Linked DNA regions of Gasterosteus aculeatus: region 2 is linked to region 1. Evidence: chromatin contacts called from public Hi-C data. All regions are on one chromosome and are shown on one strand. Each heading gives the region's core, a stretch centred on a gene start, on an enhancer-like site or on the middle of the called end of the contact. The rest is flanking DNA. Distances are from core to core; before and after follow the strand shown.

Region 1 (4,567 bases), core at 837-3,336:
CTCCATGAAGGACAGTAGATTCGTAGCCGTAACCTGGAGTCTCTTGGTGAAATGAGATGCCTTCACATCCCGCTGAGTGGTCGCCTGTATCTGACGGCCTGACATGAAGGCGTTCCTCCTTCTCAACGGCCGTTTGAAGCTTTCTGTTTTTTTCTTTCTCTTTCTCTCTTGCGCTCTTCCTCTTTGTTGCTTTAATCCTTAATCCCATTCTTGTGCTTCTTGGATTTCAAACGCATATCTGTGAAGGGGTTTGATTTGTGCAGCGTGTCATGACAGCGTCTCTCCGTCTCCGTCTCCATCCCGTCCCTCCATCCCTCACCCTTCTACCCCTCTCACCCACCCCAATAATCCCGACGTCCTGGCAGCGCGGCCGCTATACCTGCTCGATCACGCAGACTGGTTGGCACGGGCGTAGCTCGCTCCTCACAAGTCGTCATTGTTCTCTTTTGAATTCAAACGCCCCCACCTCCGTCCCGTCCCGAGCGCCGTGTACACAAAAGGCTGCAAAAATCCCCTCCATCTCCTTGAAGAACAAAGGCCGGTGTCGGGTGATGAGTTTACATGAGCTAACGTATCCAGAGATACGGCGCGTCGCCGCTGGAAACGGCACTTTTGCATTGTGGTTATTCATTGAAAGCAATTAGAGTAACTGGATATGCTTCTGCAAGACAGCAGAAGGTGTGGGAACAGTAAGAGGAAAACATTTGAAGGAAGGAAGAGGACGCTCTCAGTTCATGTGCTGTACGTAGTCCATCACTGCCATCTGCTGGCGTTTTTACATTACATTACATGTCATTTAGCTTTTATCCAAAGCGACTTACAATAAGTGCATTCAACCATAGGGGTACAAACTCCGAAGAACAAGAAACAAGAAAGTGCAATTTCCTCAAATTCTGACTTTGTTGCAATAAACTGTGCCTGAATGTGAACACAGCATTAGAGCATTTGAATTTTACAAAACTCATGAGGTGTTGAGATCAAATGAACGGTTTGGGCGATGAGATTATGAGCTTTCCAGCAGCGAGCGAGATGAGAAGATCAATACTTTGTTTGTGTGTGAAGCTTCGTTCACTGCAGACGAGAATGCTTCTGTTTCCTCTTCCGCCTCTCATCCCGAGTGCCATTCCTCTCCTGAGTCTTTGGTCGCTGTTTGTCCATCTGTCCGTGTGCGTCCAGAGATCCTGAAGAGCGGCAGCTCGGTCCACCCGGCTCTTCTGAGAAAGGAGACGGAGGCCGTGAGAGACCAGCAGCGGAGTCCTCTGTACTGCGACCAGCTGCTGCAGCACCTCAGCCTCGTGCCGGCAGAGCGTCCGCAGTGAGCTGGAGATCGTGGCTCAAGTCAAAGGACGCTCTCACGTTCAAAATGTACAACATTGAGGAACAACCTCCAACAACATGATGGTGATCTTACAAAGGAGCATTTGGACTTGTCATATTTACAACAAAAGAACTTGCCTTAATTGAATTAACTCTCCTGCGGGTGAGTAGGTGACTTATTTTTTTATTTATAGTCAAACTTTTCAATATTCCTGTTCAGGCAGAATATCAGGACAGATTTTCGGCATTCATTCCTGTTAATGTCATCCTTTGGTTCTGATGTTTGGTTTTAATGAAGAAGAAAACATGTTTGATGCACCGGGGGTTGTTTTTAAATGTCTTTGTAAATTCCTCCACCCGACGTTCACCATCCACGCCTGCAGATGGTGCTGAGCTGAAGCAGCCGAAGCTGCTCAAGTGTTTGTTCTCTTTAACAAGCTATTTTTTCTCCTTTTAAATTCTTATATATTTAGACGTGTAATAGAAATTACAATCAAATAAATCTGAGTTCTTTTAAATATTGTGAAACCTTTATTAAATGATAGATGACAGTAACACTCGTGGATTGTTTCTATGCAAAGTGTGAAAATCCAAATACTTCTTCACACATGAATCCTAAAGTCACAAGATGTATGTAAAAACCTGATAAGGGACTAAACCATAATAAGTGAATTGTGCCCCCACCTACTTTGTTCATCTATCATATATATATATATATATATATATATATATATATATATATATATATATATAAATTTATTTATCCTTTATTTATCCTTGAACTGACACACTACACCTCTCCATCCTCCCATCTTTCCTTTTGCACGTTCACGAAACGAAGCTGCTGATCGTTAGTCATCTTCCATGTGTGTTTGAATCTGCTCCCCGGCCCCCCCACCACGTAGCCCCCTGAGGGGGGGGAGGAGGGCTGACAGCAACGCTCCATCCACGGCGGCTCTCTCACCCACGACTCTTTCCGGTTCGATCGCGAGGAGACAAACCCCCGTCCGGACCGGATCGGATCGGATCGAGGATGCTGCAGCTCGGGGACGAGGCGGTGTATTTCTCGGCGGTGTTCGTGCTGGTGGCGTCGGGGACGCGCAGCCCCACCGGAGCCTCTCTGCTCACCGCGTTCCTCTACGTCTTCATGCTGATGTTCCGCTTCCCTCCGGTGCCCGCGGACCAGGCCGGTCGCGTCCTGCGGCCCGGTGGTTGGGGGGCGGCGGCGGCTGGGTCGGGCGGCGTCCCGGCGGTGGCGCTCGGCGGAGGCGGCCGCGACGCTCCGGAGAACACGCTGGCGGCGATCCGAGAGGTGACGCGCGGCCACCGCTCGAGCTGTGACCGTGTGGTCCACTGTGCGGATCAAATGCAGCCCAATAGGATTCACTTTCTCTCTTTAGTTTCATAACTGCGTTATTACGCGTGATTTTGTGCAATGATCAGTGTATTGCTGACTTGAGCTGTTTTGGGGTTTTGCTTGTCGTGACTTTCCATCCTGCAGTGTAAACTGAGCCAAGGACACGAGAGCTGCTGGCGGGTTTTTTCCCAGCTGTCCTTGTGGTGTAACTGTCCCTCGTAGCATCCTACTTCATCTCTTCTAATAGCCTCGAGGTTCCTCACCTCCGCATGAGATTCTTTTCACACATTTTGATCCACGGGTCTATTCAACCTTCCCTATTGGGATTGAAGGATGAGATGAAATAATGAAGTGTGCTCTGAATATTGCACAGTACTGAACCAGCTGTTTCAGATAGTATCTGGTTTGCTGCTTTTGATCCTTTGGTATTCCTGTATGGACCAAAGATCTCGGTCATTCTAATAGCACGTATGTGCATCATGTCGAGTACGCAGGAGGTCTGTTCTTGAGGTTATTCGTTACTTGTATTGACTTTAAATTTAGACCGCATGATTTGGATGAGTTGATCACATTTTAAATGAAAGAACTCACTCAGTCTTTGTCTAATCTAATAAACCATCATTCACACACTTTGTTTAGAGGATTTGGGAATATACATTGATCCGTGTTTCATCTGATCTAAGCTGGCATCTTCCAATAATGCAAAAGAAAGAATGCGCTGGCGAGTTCAGTGTTTAGTCTACGAGACTCAAATCAAAAGGCCACCGTTTAAATGTGTTCTAGAGACAAACTGAGATCAACATGCGCCGTTTGAATGCGTTTTACCTTCTTGACACTCTTCATCTTTCATGTTCCAAATGGCATTCGGTTGATCTTCTGCAGAGAACATGCAAACTGCCTACAGACATAAAAGATTAACTTTACTAACTGCACTGAATGGGATCTATATCATCTGATCCCCCTTGGGACGTCCCGTTTTAGGCGAGTAGAAACGGCGCAACCGGCGTGGAGCTGGACCTGAGTCTGACGGCGGACGGAGTGGCCGTGCTGATGCACGATGAGACTGTGGACCGCACCACCAACGGCTCTGGACCCGTCAGCGGTCTGCGGCTGGTCCAAGTTAAGAAGCTCGATGCTGCCGCTCGTCACAGGTTGAAGTAAGATGCTTATCAAACACTCATTTCTACTTGTGTTTAGATGAGGAAACGACAAAACAAAAGAACAGTGGTTCAACAACATGTAGTTTGGACATATATTCATATCAGATATCTTGGTCTTGCCCTTCACAGATACAGTTGTGGTCAAAAGTTTACATACACTTGTAAAGAACATAATGTCATGGCTCTCTTGAGTTTCCCGTTATTTCTAAGTCTGATTTTTCAGAGAAAAAGTGATCAAATCTGCTGGGTCAAAAGTATACAGTACATACATCAGTGCTAATATTTGGTTACATGTCATTTTCCCTTCGATTAGGCGCTTTTGGTAGCATCCACAAGCTCCTGGCAAGCTCCTCGTTGAATCTTTGACCACTCCTCTGGACAGAATTGGTGCGGTTCAGTTAAATTTGATGGCTTTCTGACATGGACTTGTTTCTTCAGCATTGTCCACATGTTCTCAATGGGACTAAAGTGCTAAAGACCTGGGAGTCAGGACATTAGCACTGCTGTTATGTATATTTTTGACTCTGCAGATTTTGATCACTTTTTCTGTTGATCCATAATAAAGTCATAAAAGATACAAACTTCATGAATGTTTTTTGTGACAAAGAAGTATCTGTTCCAATCACTCTCAGAGAAGAATCTGATTTGTAGAAATACCTGGAAACTCAAGAGAGCCATGACATTATGTTTCTTTAAGTGTATGTAAACTTTTGACCACAACTGTATGTCACCA
Region 2 (4,567 bases), core at 1,031-3,530, 130 kb before region 1:
TTCAATCTTCCGGGAAGGAGATGCGCCAAGAAATATATATTTCTTGAATATCAAACTACTGCACACTCATTTTGAACTTGGCCATATACCCCTATTCGCCCTGAGGGCCTTTTCTTTCTAATATTGCCCAGATTGTAAGTCCAGGAAACTGGGAGCGCTGTAGAGGGTTTAACGTTATATAAAGGTCAACAGCCGCAGTCAAAGGAAAAACATCTAAGCACGCCTCCCATCCAGGTCAGCCAAGGCCCTCTTCAGGTGTGTTTGTGAGCGGGATGCACCTGAGTCATAAAGCTTTGCTCTGTAACTACTCGCCCTTCAGCCGATGGCCCATTAGATTGGCTAGCTGACCCAAGGGCTGAGAAATAAAAGGGCTGAACGAAGCAATTGAAGACGAAAGAGAGAGAGAGGGGGAGGGGACATATCAGTACCTGCATCAAAGCATTTATTCAGCATAGCCTAACCCCCAGTGCCATCCCTTCACAACCTCGGGGCGCTGCTCATGTCACATAATATCAGCAAGTTAAGTGAATTTTTGTATTCCGACAGTGCTGCAGCTCTGGTAACATCATGGACCTGTTGGACAAATAACATCCACTGAAGGTATTGAAAAATTCACTGTCTACTCCGCTGCAGAGGGGGTTGAATAAACCCAGAGTGGCAAGGGCATCCAAGTGCAGGAGAACTATGTACACAGACGCTCATTGCAGACAGCGAGAGCAGAGGCATGAAGAAGCCTCAATATTGGACGGTTACCAGGGGGGGAAATGCGCGCAGATCTGTTTCTTCTTGTAGTTTGTTACGCAAGTGCCTGAAGTTGTCTTAAGCTGCTCTTCCCTGCTTGGTAAAAATAATTGGTTAAGGTTCAAAGAGGTTAATTTTGTGAGGAACAAAACACGTCTACAGCATGAATTGACTGTGTAAGAGTCTTTACTCTGTTTTGCTATTTGGTCTTGCTTGTTTCTCGGGTTAAAAGTAACTTTACAGATGTAGTTTTGTAGGAAGCAGCGATTAGCTGGAGCTTTGTTTCCCCGCCGCCTGTTGATGATGTCCTCCTCTGCGTCTCATCTTTCATGTCAGACTGTCACTGGCGTCCCGCAGGGTCGAATTTTGGGTCACGTCAGTGTGGTGCCAAGTGTCCTGGTGTCTCCAGCGCTGTGAAGCCACACAAACACACACATAGGCGTACGAGGAATTTACACGCAGGCAGATTCACAAATACACACACACACACACACACACACACACACGTGTGTGACATGTATACTGCACATGTATGCACAAATATATGCATGCTCGCACAGACTGTAGACCTATAATGACTCTAGTCTCTTTACCACCTGATCAATCATCCCGACTGCCATTAGATCTACTGGAGAGGAATTCCTTCCTAACAACTGGAGAAGGGGATAGCGTGGAGTGGAAAAGTGTCGGGGGGGGGATTTATATATGAGGGATAATGTATATTTTGCAAATGTGCAAACTGACTTTGCACATTTGCAAAACTCTGCAAATGTGCAAAGTCAGTGTAACTGAAATCACTGTCAACACCATGAAAACATTTATCAATACCTGTTGATTTTCCTGAACAGTGGACAAGATTTCCTTTTTCTCCGAGATTTCTCACTGCTTGTTCCCTCGCACCTCTCTTAAGACTCTGTGAAAAATAGCTGGCAGATGTAAACAGTTGAAAACCTAAAAAGAGAGAGAACAAAAAAAAGCTGCCTCTAGCTCGAGTCGTGTTGATGCATGTTTTGTATCACACTGGTGCAAAAGTGGTAGAGGAGTAGTGAGGAGTAAAGCCTCTGTGGATAAAGTACTTTATCTCCCCTGCTGTCTATATCTTTCACCCTGTCCCTCCTCCTTGCTCCTTAGCTCTTTGATATTTCTCTTTCTTCTGTCTGCTGAAAGAGCTGACTGTGCTGTTCTGAGCGAGTGCTCCGAGCGAGTTTATGTGTGTGTGTGTGTGCTGTGTATTGTTCCCTTCCTCCTCAATATGATGAGAAAAGCTTGAAATAACAACGTCTGGGGGTGGAGGGTGACCCCCGTATGTTTCATCTGTTTTCCTTCTCTGTTCTCAGGTCTCCAGATGACAGAGATGCTCTCTGCAGATCCTCTGCAGGTGTAGGCCTTTTCACCCCCTCTGGGACGCCTGTATGCACACACACACACACACACACACACACACACACACACACACACACACACACACACACACACACACACACATCCACACTAAGCTGTGAGTGTAAATGCGTGCAGAGACAAGTACGTGCTCACACACGAAGGCTGCAGCACGCGTACGAGCTGCCCCACTGTGGCGATGAGATAGGAAACCGCCCGCCGAATCAAGCATGCATTGTGTTTGGGTTTTGATCCAGACCTAGAAAACCACCCGGTACAAACCCGAGTAACCATAGCAGCAGAAAACCGAGCATGACAGAGAGCGGGCAGGCAAACATGCATACAACTTTACCCACTGTGGTTTAAGGAGAGGACAAACTCATGCATGCCATGCTGCTACGCGAACCGGCTTATCAAAGGATCTGACCTGCTGACCTTGAGGGGGGGCGGGGGGGGGTCATGCGTGAGGCACAGGCTGCAGCCGCTGGCCCCACCAACACCAGAATGTCTGATGTCTCAGGAATCTGTGCAGCAGCGCCGCACTGCCTGACCACGCAGCCCCACACGGAGCTGCACACCACAGCTCAGCCTTCTGTGTGGCAAGCAGGAGACCGGGGGAGGAGTTGGGGGGCAGAAAAAAAAGAAGATGACCCACTAAAATCGGCTCATCAGCTGAGATAACAATTTGGTTCTCTATTACTGTGCTGGGTCCGCGTGTCCTCAGTTTAATTTGAAGTTTCCTGGCTGGCAGGAAGAGCAGAAGCTGTTTTTTTTAAGAATCTCCCACAAAAACCTAATTCACTATAAGTTGTCTTTCGTTCATCATGCGTAATCCGTCTGATCAGTTGTATTGATTTATGTCCCCCACTTTCCACACTTTGCGGTACTCGGTTTCCCAATAAGGTGCTTGCGCTCTCAAAAACTATCAAAAGACCAGGAGATTGAGTCGAGGTTCACTCTGCAGGCAGTGTTTATGTCGTCAGGTGACCTCAGCTGGCTGCAGATGAAAGCCTCTGCAGTGGTTACGCGTGTGTCCCCCAGGCTCCGCCGTCTGTCCTCCGGACAACATACTGCTCGTTATCCCCCCGCCGCCCCACCGCCAACACCACAAAGGTCTCTGCCCTGTGTGTTCCTGTGCATGTATGGTTATGTAGTTGGTATGTGCGCGAGAAAGTATGTGTTTGTGTGTACATGGACATAATTGTGTGTATATATCTGTGTTTTTGCAGGAGCTCGCACCAGCCGCAATCACTTTTGATGGATATCTACTCTGGCTTTGGAGAGCTGTATGTTTTCCAGTGTGACTCATGGGGCTTCTGACGGATGTCTGTACCAATTTACTGCTACTGCCACTGCTGCTGGTCTTGTGCACCACCCCAAGTGTGTGTGTGTGTGTGTGTGTGTGTGTGCGTCAGTCTATGAATAACTGTCCTGTGCATTGGCTGGTTGTGGTTGTAGTTTCCAACTTCTGCTAGTGGACTTTCCACTCTTTTCTTGGAGAGCAGAAGAGGGGAGTTGAGGGAGACCGGGGGGCTGCTAGACTTCCTCAATCGCACCGAATACGTCAAATCAACGTAAAAACTGTAAAAATGAGTCAGGCAGGTTCTACGGGTGACTCACTTCAATCTTCTCTCTTCCGTTGTCAGACTCACTTACATTATTAATCCAAGCAAAAGAGTATGTCTGCTCTGAGCAGCCTGTCGTCATGTTACACACCCTGAGGTACAGACAAAAGTGCATGCCATTCTCTTGTAAAGGTTACATAATGTCCTTGATGAACCGAACAGACTAATGTACGGCGATAACAAGACAATTTCTGTTGAATCACCAGACGAGGCAGTGGCCCAGTTCAGGCAACACGTGCGACTTGAACTTTTGAACTTTTCAGAACGCTGGAGTGATAGATTCTTTGAAAATGTGATGTCAATGAATCCCATACGGCTAAAGTTAACACAGGATGAAACAGATTTGTCTGTGGTCCACTGGTCTTCGTCTCCTCACCAGAAGAAGCTGGGCAGGTGTTTGTGATGACATTTCACTGTATGTCCTCTGAAGTAGTGATTAGGCCAATGTGAAAAGATTGACGAGCTCTCAAAGCAAAAAGAATGCTAAGATGAGCATATGTTCGCTTTAAGTAATAAATAGCTTAAAGCTAAAATGAATCAATAATATTTGATAACTAGAGTAGACAAAATGAATGGTTGAATGGATAAAGTGAATTAAACCTAGGAAACTAAGGGGAAATCCTGTCAGTGCAGGTATTTCTTACAGAAAGGCGTTACATACCTTTGAGCTGAGGTAGTTAATTGGCTAAAGGAATTTATTTCAGCCCAAATTGCTTTGGTAGATCCAAGTCTTATCCAATCCAAACCCACTTGGGGTGAGTAAGGAGTGAGTAACCTCATCTAGTCGAGAAAAAAAAAAAGGAAAATATTTTTTCAGATCC

The links. Hi-C and Micro-C count contacts between places; a contact is called where the count stands out from the background.
Region 2: a Hi-C map of tail fin shows a contact between it and region 1, with 4 times the contacts expected there. The contact joins the enhancer-like site here to the promoter of LOC120827744 in region 1. A contact is called at or near these places in 4 of 6 Hi-C or Micro-C datasets (liver, skeletal muscle, tail fin and 1 more).

What each region holds. Positions count from the first base shown.
Region 1 is chr11:11,682,012-11,686,578 of fGasAcu3.hap1.1, reverse strand. It overlaps LOC120827744 (glycerophosphodiester phosphodiesterase 1), which reads left to right and starts at 2,086. Exons shown (of 6, transcript XM_040190848.2): 1 at 2,086-2,629; 2 at 3,656-3,831. The coding sequence starts at 2,351. It overlaps dnaaf5 (dynein axonemal assembly factor 5), which reads left to right. Exons shown (of 13, transcript XM_040190850.2): 13 at 1,177-1,872. The coding sequence ends at 1,319.
Region 2 is chr11:11,810,739-11,815,305 of fGasAcu3.hap1.1, reverse strand. No RefSeq gene overlaps it. Among protein-coding and RNA genes, the nearest start is that of trnae-cuc, 11 kb to the left of the region's middle. Within about 2 kb of position 2,280, at least 2 of the 9 cell types and tissues checked have open chromatin away from gene starts, as enhancers often do.